2 separate regions of the Arachis hypogaea genome follow, and region 1 is linked to region 2. Evidence: chromatin contacts called from public Hi-C data. All regions are on one chromosome and are shown on one strand. Each heading gives the region's core, a stretch centred on a gene start, on an enhancer-like site or on the middle of the called end of the contact. The rest is flanking DNA. Distances are from core to core; before and after follow the strand shown. Region 1 holds the start of LOC112741632. Region 2 holds the start of LOC112741603 (glutaredoxin-C5, chloroplastic).

Region 1 (4,071 bases), core at 169-2,668, 180 kb after region 2:
ACGTTGATGATTTAAATATGATTGGAACTCCTGAAGAGATTCCGACAATTATAAAAACTCTAAAAGAAGAGTTTGAGATGAAAGATCTTGGAAAGACTAAATTTTGTCTCGGCCTGCAGATCGAGCATACAAAAAGTGGGATCTTTATTCATCAAACAACATACACAGAAAAGATCTTGAAGAAATTTTATATGGATAAGTCACATCCATTAAGTACCCCAATGATCGTAAGATCTTTGGATGTAGAAAATGATCAATTCCGTCCTAAAGAAGAGAATGAAGATATCCTTGGTCCTGAAGTACCATATCTTTGTGCCATTGGAGCGCTAATGTATCTTGCAATAATACAAGACCTGATATATCATTTGCTGTGAATTTACTAGCAAGATATAGTTCCTCTCTAACCAAAAGACATTGGAATGAAATCAAACAAATCTTTCGATATCTTCATGGAATAATTGATATGGGATTGTTTTATCCCTATGGATCCAAGTCACGAGTGTTTTTTTTTTAGCTCAAGAGTTTGATCCAATATATTTTGTCACCATGTGGACTGATTGATCAGAAGATAACTTCAACTGTCCTGTTTAAAAATAATACATCATGCATTGCTCAACTTAAAAGTGGATACATCAAAGATCCACTCAAGTGATAATCTGGCAGATTTATTTACAAAGTCACTCCTAAAATCCTTCTTTGAAAGATTGGTACATCAGATTGGGATGCACCAATTTCGAGATATAAAATAATGTCAGCAAGAGCCGGAAACTGTACTCCTTTTTCATTGGTCAGGATTTTTTCCATTGGGTTTTTCTTGACAAGGTTTTTAATGAGGCAGTTCCCAAAGGATATTGTACTCTTTTTCTTTCACTAAAGTTTTTTCTCACTGGCTTTTTCTTTAATAAGGTTTTAACGAGGCAATAATCATAAATGGTCATCCAAGGGGAAGTGTTGTGATAAGGATGAATGATGTGGATGATCATTTTCCATGAGACTTAGTTTACCAAGAGTGATTGCATTTAATTATGTTTGAAAAGTAAAACTTCTTTGTGCTTATAAATAGCAACATAATATGAAGCATATTGAACACACATAGAAGCAATAAAACACCCTTCTCTCTCTTTACACTACTAATAGTTTCTCTCTCTCTCTCTCTTTTTTACTGCATATATTAATAAATATATGAATCATCTTTATTAAACTAATTATATTAATACTAGAGTCTTCTATTTATAGATCTTTATTTTATATTTAGTATATCTTTTATTTATTTTACAACACATATTAAAATTTTTTGGCTTCACATCCCCTCATAAATAAATAAATAATTTAATTAAAATTAAAACTAGCACGCAACCTGTCACTTGCGGTTTGGCGCCAAAACCAGTGTTATATTTTCTCCACAACTGCCCTTGCCACTAACACCGGCAATTCCAGGACTGACTCATTCCGATGAACAAAACGAAGAATAATCTCATCGATCGATTTCGCCAACGCCAACCACGATTCCATGAACCTCCAAAACCCGAATTCCACACCACTGAAGGTTCCTTTTCCTCTCTGGATTTTTCAATTATTCACACTTCGAATTACTCATTCCTTTTTTTTTTCTTTCTTTCTCTTCCATTTTCTATTTCGTTTTTGTTTAGTATGCGGTTGATTTATTGTTAAGTTATCGATTCACCATTTTTTCTTTACTTTTTGTGTATTTTTTGTATCCAATTAACATCTCCGATTAGTGATTTGTTTTCGGTTTCAACCTTTTTTTTTTTTTTTTGTGTTTCTGTTTATAGTTTTGAATGGATACGATAGTTCAAAATTTACCAATTATTTATTTATTATTTTCTATTATTATTCGATAGTGCCTTTGTTTTCCTTCTTATTCCAGATAGTGGTTGCCGCAAAAGAACGAAATCTACAATTCCGGAAGAAGATAACCATAAAAGCTGCAGACTAGAAGGCTCTTACACACCGCCAAAAGGAAAAAAGAAAATTAAAACTGGTAAGCATTCTGCAATTTTCATACTCAGCTTTGGTAGGCAGGCAGGGTAATTGTAGTTTTGTACAATTGTGCAATTGCGCATGTTCATGGTTGTCGAAAAGAGTTAAATCATACAAGATTACATCTGAATAAGTTGATAAGAAGAGTGCCAAGTTATATCCAAAGGAATCTAAGCATAAATTTGATTAGATGGACAGGGCACAACAGCTTTGTTTTATACATGTAAAGGCTTTGTTGTTGTTGTTGTTGTTGAGGTTTATGTCTATGTTTTTAAATTTTATTCTGCTGGTAATTGTATTAAATTTTGAGATGGAAAGTTGCTTTTGTAGGTTAATATCTTACATAACTGGTTATGTATGTATTCAGGTACAAATGATCCCAAAACTTCTGAGTATGCTTTCTTTAAGAAATTGAAGCAGGATGCAGGTCTGAGGTTTAATTCTCACCGGCCGGTTCAAAAAGATGATTCCTTACCTAAGGAGCCTGAACAAACTGAACATTCCAGAGGTTGGTTGAAATAATTGTCTACTCATTTTGGCAGATTTTACTGAAGAACTCAAACTTATTTCATGAGCTAGCATGATTATTCACCAAAAAAATTATATAAGGAATTGAATCCTTGTCAACTTTCTTGGCCTTAATTATTACTAGTGATTTAGTGCCTATTAATCCACCCTTTAATTTATTAAATATGTATAATTGTAACAAATATGGGATTAGTCAATGTGGTAAGTATCTTCCAATTTAACTAAGAGGTCTTGGATTCGAATCTTATAAATATATATAATGAACAGTATTTTAGGAACAAAATTTGTGTAATAAATCCTTTCCCAATCCCCATTATATATATATATATATATATATATATATATATATATATAGTAGATGGTAGGTATCTAGAAAATTGGAGATGGCCTCAAGATATGAAGATCTCATTTGTCATCGCTGTCTTGTACAAAAACAAGAATATTTGTCACATTCATTATATATCCATGCAGAGAAAATTGATGATATCAGGGTAGGCAGTATGGGTTTCAATGCTTCGAGGACGGTGGAGGGCATATCAACCGTTAAAGCTGACAAATTTTTCTCAACACCTGATGTGAAGAATAACTCAGGTATGTATTAAGGGAGAATTTTCCACAAAACTCCTCTCACAGAGATACAGTGATAACTTTGAAGTTTCACATGCTTAAAACTATTAGGAACAGTGATACTTATGAGTTAAGAACTATCCTACACTATGGTAACTTTGTTTCTTTCTTCTTCTAGTATATCTATTACCATTTAGTCATGTTCCCTTTTCAGTTTGTCTAGTTCAACATTTTTGTTGAGTTTTATATAATTAAGTCTTTCTTATGCCATGAATTAAAATATGAAGCATACAAGTATTTTGAGTGAATCATGAGGGCGGTAGTACCCAAATTAATCTTTCTTATTGGTTATGCAGATTTCCACTCTCCTAGCAGAATCCAGAAAAACTCCCAAGGTTGCAGTGACACTTTCAATCCCCAAGCTTTATTTTCGGATGAAGGTTTGATTTTTGTTCATATTGATTTCTTGATTGCTAGGTGAATTCAGTGGAAAATAATGTGTTGAACAATTTGATCGTACATGGTTTATTTTACTTGGTCATCACTGCAGGAATGAGTCTAGCTTTTACTTGGACCTTCAGATGTTAAAAATATACCATTGTAGGAAAAATGCATTTGAGTGGCTTAAGAGGTGAAATCAATATTTTTAAGAATGTGTGTTGATACTGTTAAGCAAATTATTTTCTGCTAAATCTTCAGGAAACCAGAATGTGCATGGGAATATCTTCTGTCGAAAGAGACAGAAATTACGTCAGTGTGTTGCAGATACATTATTTCTTAATAAAGAGGAGTTCTCTTTGAAAGGGTTAGGCACAATTCCTCTATTAATATTAAATGTTTTGTCCATACCCCTTATCATGAGTACTACAGAAAATTTTCAGGCTTGATGATATTGTTTCCATGCTCCTTGGTCGTCTATTTCCTGTGAGCATCAAGGAAAATGTACGTTGCTGTAGCATTTTTCTAAAGCTATAC
Region 2 (4,005 bases), core at 729-3,228:
GATTTTTTTTCGGAAATATGTCAGATTCCTCTTTACTACATGGGTGTCTTTAATGAGATTGTGCAGTTGGAAGAAAGAAAAGACGCTAGTGTGTTAACAACATTATCGAACTGGTGGATATAAAGTTGAATGACCGTAAGTTTACGTGGTTCAGATGGTCAATCGTGCAGTCAAGTTAATAAAATATTGGTGAGTTTGGTTTCAATGTTATCATTTGGAGCACTTGGTTGAAAATGAATAACAGAATTTTCAGAAATCAAGAATCAGGTATTGCAGGAGTAGTCAGCAAATCGATTAAGAATTACAAAGAGTTGAGTGGTATTTGATCTTTTGGGTTGTTGATGACTTTTGTCGAAGATGGTTAAGAATTAGTTTTTATCTATTTAGTACTTTTCTGTTGAGAGATTGATGCTTGTGTTGAACTTTTTATTTCAAAAAAAATTAATCTTGCTTTTTTTTATAATTCAATAAAAAAAAGCATAAATTGATCTACTTTGTTAGGGAAGAAATTCAATATATTTTGCCGTTGGAATTCAACTTTGTACTTCTAATAAAAAAATTCAACAAATAAAACAATGACCAAACGAAAAGTCAGACCTAACATAACCTTATTGAATTGTCTAAAAGATTGAATATTTGTTGTTGGTTTAGTTAATTCAATGAAATTTTCTTGTTTTATATGACTGTTTTGATGAGTGTTAAATTATGAATAATTGATGAAAACAAAGGTTATTAATATCTTTTATGATTTTTTTATAATAATATCAATCAAAAAACATTTGCGAATAATAATACATCTGCGATAATAATTTTTATATTTAATTTTTTTATTATTTGACTTTTGAATTTGTATTTAGATAAGATTATAAAATTTTGGTAAATATAGTAATTTTAATTTAAATGACATGTTAAGAGTAACTCTAATGAAATATTTTTTGAGTATCATTTTTTGATATCTCCATTATTTGAAATGAGAATAATATTAGTAAAAAAAAATCATATCATTTTAAAGAAAGATCAATTAAATAGTGTCATTTGTATAACCCATTAAATAAACATTTGAACTTTATTATTGTAGAAGAATGACAAAAGTTTAATCAAACGAAATAAGATGTATCCAAATTATACTCTTGTATTTTATTATTCTATTTTTTCATTATCTCTTATCAATTTAGTAGAAAAATGAATCTAAACTAATTCAACGTAATTTTTTTTTCAATTATTTATAAAATTTTAATTTCTCTACCCATCTAGATATACAAAAATCTAATTTTTCCATTGCAAATTTGTTCCAAATCTAATGAGCCAAAATATGCAATGTCTCTAACATGTAATGTGTTTTTTTAATGTTGTTATGCTTAATTAAATAATATTTAGATAATATTTTAAAGTCTATTTCATTAGTTGTAATATATTTTAAATATGGTATATATTTATTAATTGTGTGACTCTATAATTTTTATTTTAGTTAATTTTTACAATTTAATTAAAAATATTTGAAATGATTAAAAATAATATAAAATTTAAATTAAGTTGAGACTAATAAATTTCATGTTAAATTTCAAATTAGTTTTTATGACATATAGTCCAGTAAATATTTATGTGATATCTTAAAAAATCCAAAATAAAATTGAATTAAAATTAAATATAAAAAATATTCTAAAATTTATATTAGACTATAATTATATTTTAATATATTTATTTATATTTTATTTATTATTTTGATATAAATAATTATTACAATTGAATCACAATTCAATTAATTTTAAAATGGTTCGATGAATGATCTAATTTTTTAAATTTTGTATTTTACTCTTAAAAAATATAATAATAACTCAATCTTTTCAATTTTTATTTAATTATTTTGTCAAATATAAGTTTTATGATTTAATATATTTTTTAAAATATCTTTTTTAATTTCAAAGAATATATAATAAAAAATTATATTTAACCAAATAATTGATGAAAAAAATTAAGAAAAAATTGAGAACATCTATTGTCCGAAAATTGGGTTGCGTTGTTCCATGGACATCATAATCACAGCTATATCTTTCATGCAATTCTTTTAACAATAATAAGGGGGCAGAAATTGAAGCAAGTGGGAAAGTATTGGAAAGTGCATCAAATTCCAAATCACCTCTCTGAAGAAATGGCATTGCCAAACACATTCACTTTCTCACCGCCATCTCTCAATCCCTTCAAGCCTTCATCTTCATCATCGTCTTATATAATCAAATTCTTCGCTTCCTCCTTCCCCGTTCCCAGAACAACAATCACCACCCCGAACGCATTTTCTTTCAACACTGGCCCAATCAGGCCCAATATCAGTTCAATCCGTGCCACGTCATCATCCTCATCGTCGTCGTCTTCTTCTTCTTCTTCCTTTGGCTCCCGACTCGAAGAGACCATCAAGAAAACCGTTTCGGGCAACCCTGTCGTCGTTTATTCCAAAACATGGTGCTCGTGAGTTCTCTAACTCTTCCACTGTTATTGTTAGCGATTTGATTTGAATTAATTTGATTGTTTTTTTTTTTTAATTTAACAATTTGATTTGATTTGGCTGAATTTTGTGTTTGTGTGTTGGAAGGTATTCTTCTGAGGTGAAAGCGTTGTTCAAGAAGCTCGGCGTGGAACCATTGGTCTTCGAATTGGACGAAATGGGTAATTTGATTCAACTTCCTTTCCTTAATTGGTGGTGTCTTTGATCTGTGTTAGTAATCCCCAAACCCTAAATATTGTTTATTATCATTTGTGTAAAGCTCTCAAGTTAGTATTTTACTTGTTGAAATTACAAGCAAAGTTCATTATAATCCGTAACTTTAAGAAATTTTCTTATATATATATATATATATATATATATATATATATATATATATATATATATATAGTCAGCGACTTATTCAACTAACAATTATGCAATTTTTGTGGAATTAAAGTGATGGTAGGTCTTACTCATCACAAGTTAACGAGCACATGGGCATTTGTGTGTAACTGAATTTTAGGCCTAGTGTTCACATGTCTATATTTTCACATGAGTGTTGCTTGATGGATCATAAATGAATCATGACTAAGAATGTGTATTTGTCTGAGAATGTGTTATCTGAATCTTAATAGTGCTGGTTATTGTGAAATATGTTAAGTCTGTCGTTACAGTATGGAGTTCTTTAGGAATCTGAAATATTTCCCATTTTAATCTATATACCCCAAATAGTTCTTTGCTGCTTTTTCTTGTATGTATTTTCTATTCTTGATTCATTAGTTCTATTTATAGTTAATGTTCCTAACAACCACATATATCTTTTGCATCTTGAATATTTAACAAGTTTGACCTATCATCATCTTTGCTCGTTTTGTTGTCTGTTCTTCTTTATGAGCAGTGTATCACTACATAACTACAAGTGTGGATACCTTAGTATAAGGCCTTTTATGAACTTTTTAATGTTGATGCACATTTAACTACATACTATGTATCTGTATCTTGATGGCATGACTTAAAAACTCTTAATTTTATGTGTGATGATGGACTAAGCATATTGGCATCTTGAAATAGTGTTCCCTGTGAACACTGAACAGTAGTTGCATGGATGAGCTGCAACAAGGTTATTTCAATTCAAGCATTGGTTGCCAAGCCAATCTAATCTCTTGATGTCTTTTATATAGAAGCTGAGTTGGACTATTTTTGTGCTGGAGGATAATTATAACATATCTTCATCTAGCGATCTATAGGTTTTTAACTGATAAGTATGTTGTCAGCTAACGCTTTCAGTAACGATAAAAATTTGCTTAATTAATCACTCTTTTCTTTTCTGATCTTCACATTGCTTATCATTCGAACATATTGGTGAAAATCATTCTGTGTTACTCATTTTATCATAATCGTCACTTTTTTTGTATGTTCTTTGCATTTTAAATATTTATTTCTTTTTCCTTAGGTCCACAAGGGCCACAGTTGCAGAAGGTGTTGGAAAGGCTTACAGGGCAACATACTGTGCCAAATGTATTTAT

What was found. A called contact is a pair of places that touch in the nucleus more often than the background predicts.
Region 1: a Hi-C map of an unstated tissue shows a contact between it and region 2, with 4 times the contacts expected there. The contact joins the promoter of LOC112741632 here to the promoter of LOC112741603 in region 2. A contact is called at or near these places in 4 of 8 Hi-C or Micro-C datasets (leaf and an unstated tissue).

Annotation. Positions count from the first base shown.
Region 1 is chr2:23,768,105-23,772,175 of arahy.Tifrunner.gnm2.J5K5, forward strand. LOC112741632 reads left to right here and starts at 1,419. Exons shown (of 5, transcript XM_072216164.1): 1 at 1,419-1,546; 2 at 1,889-2,002; 3 at 2,369-2,509; 4 at 3,001-3,120; 5 at 3,453-4,038. The coding sequence starts at 1,453. The coding sequence ends at 3,577.
Region 2 is chr2:23,591,889-23,595,893 of arahy.Tifrunner.gnm2.J5K5, forward strand. LOC112741603 (glutaredoxin-C5, chloroplastic) reads left to right here and starts at 1,979. Exons shown (of 6, transcript XR_003171526.3): 1 at 1,979-2,463; 2 at 2,588-2,661; 3 at 3,933-4,005.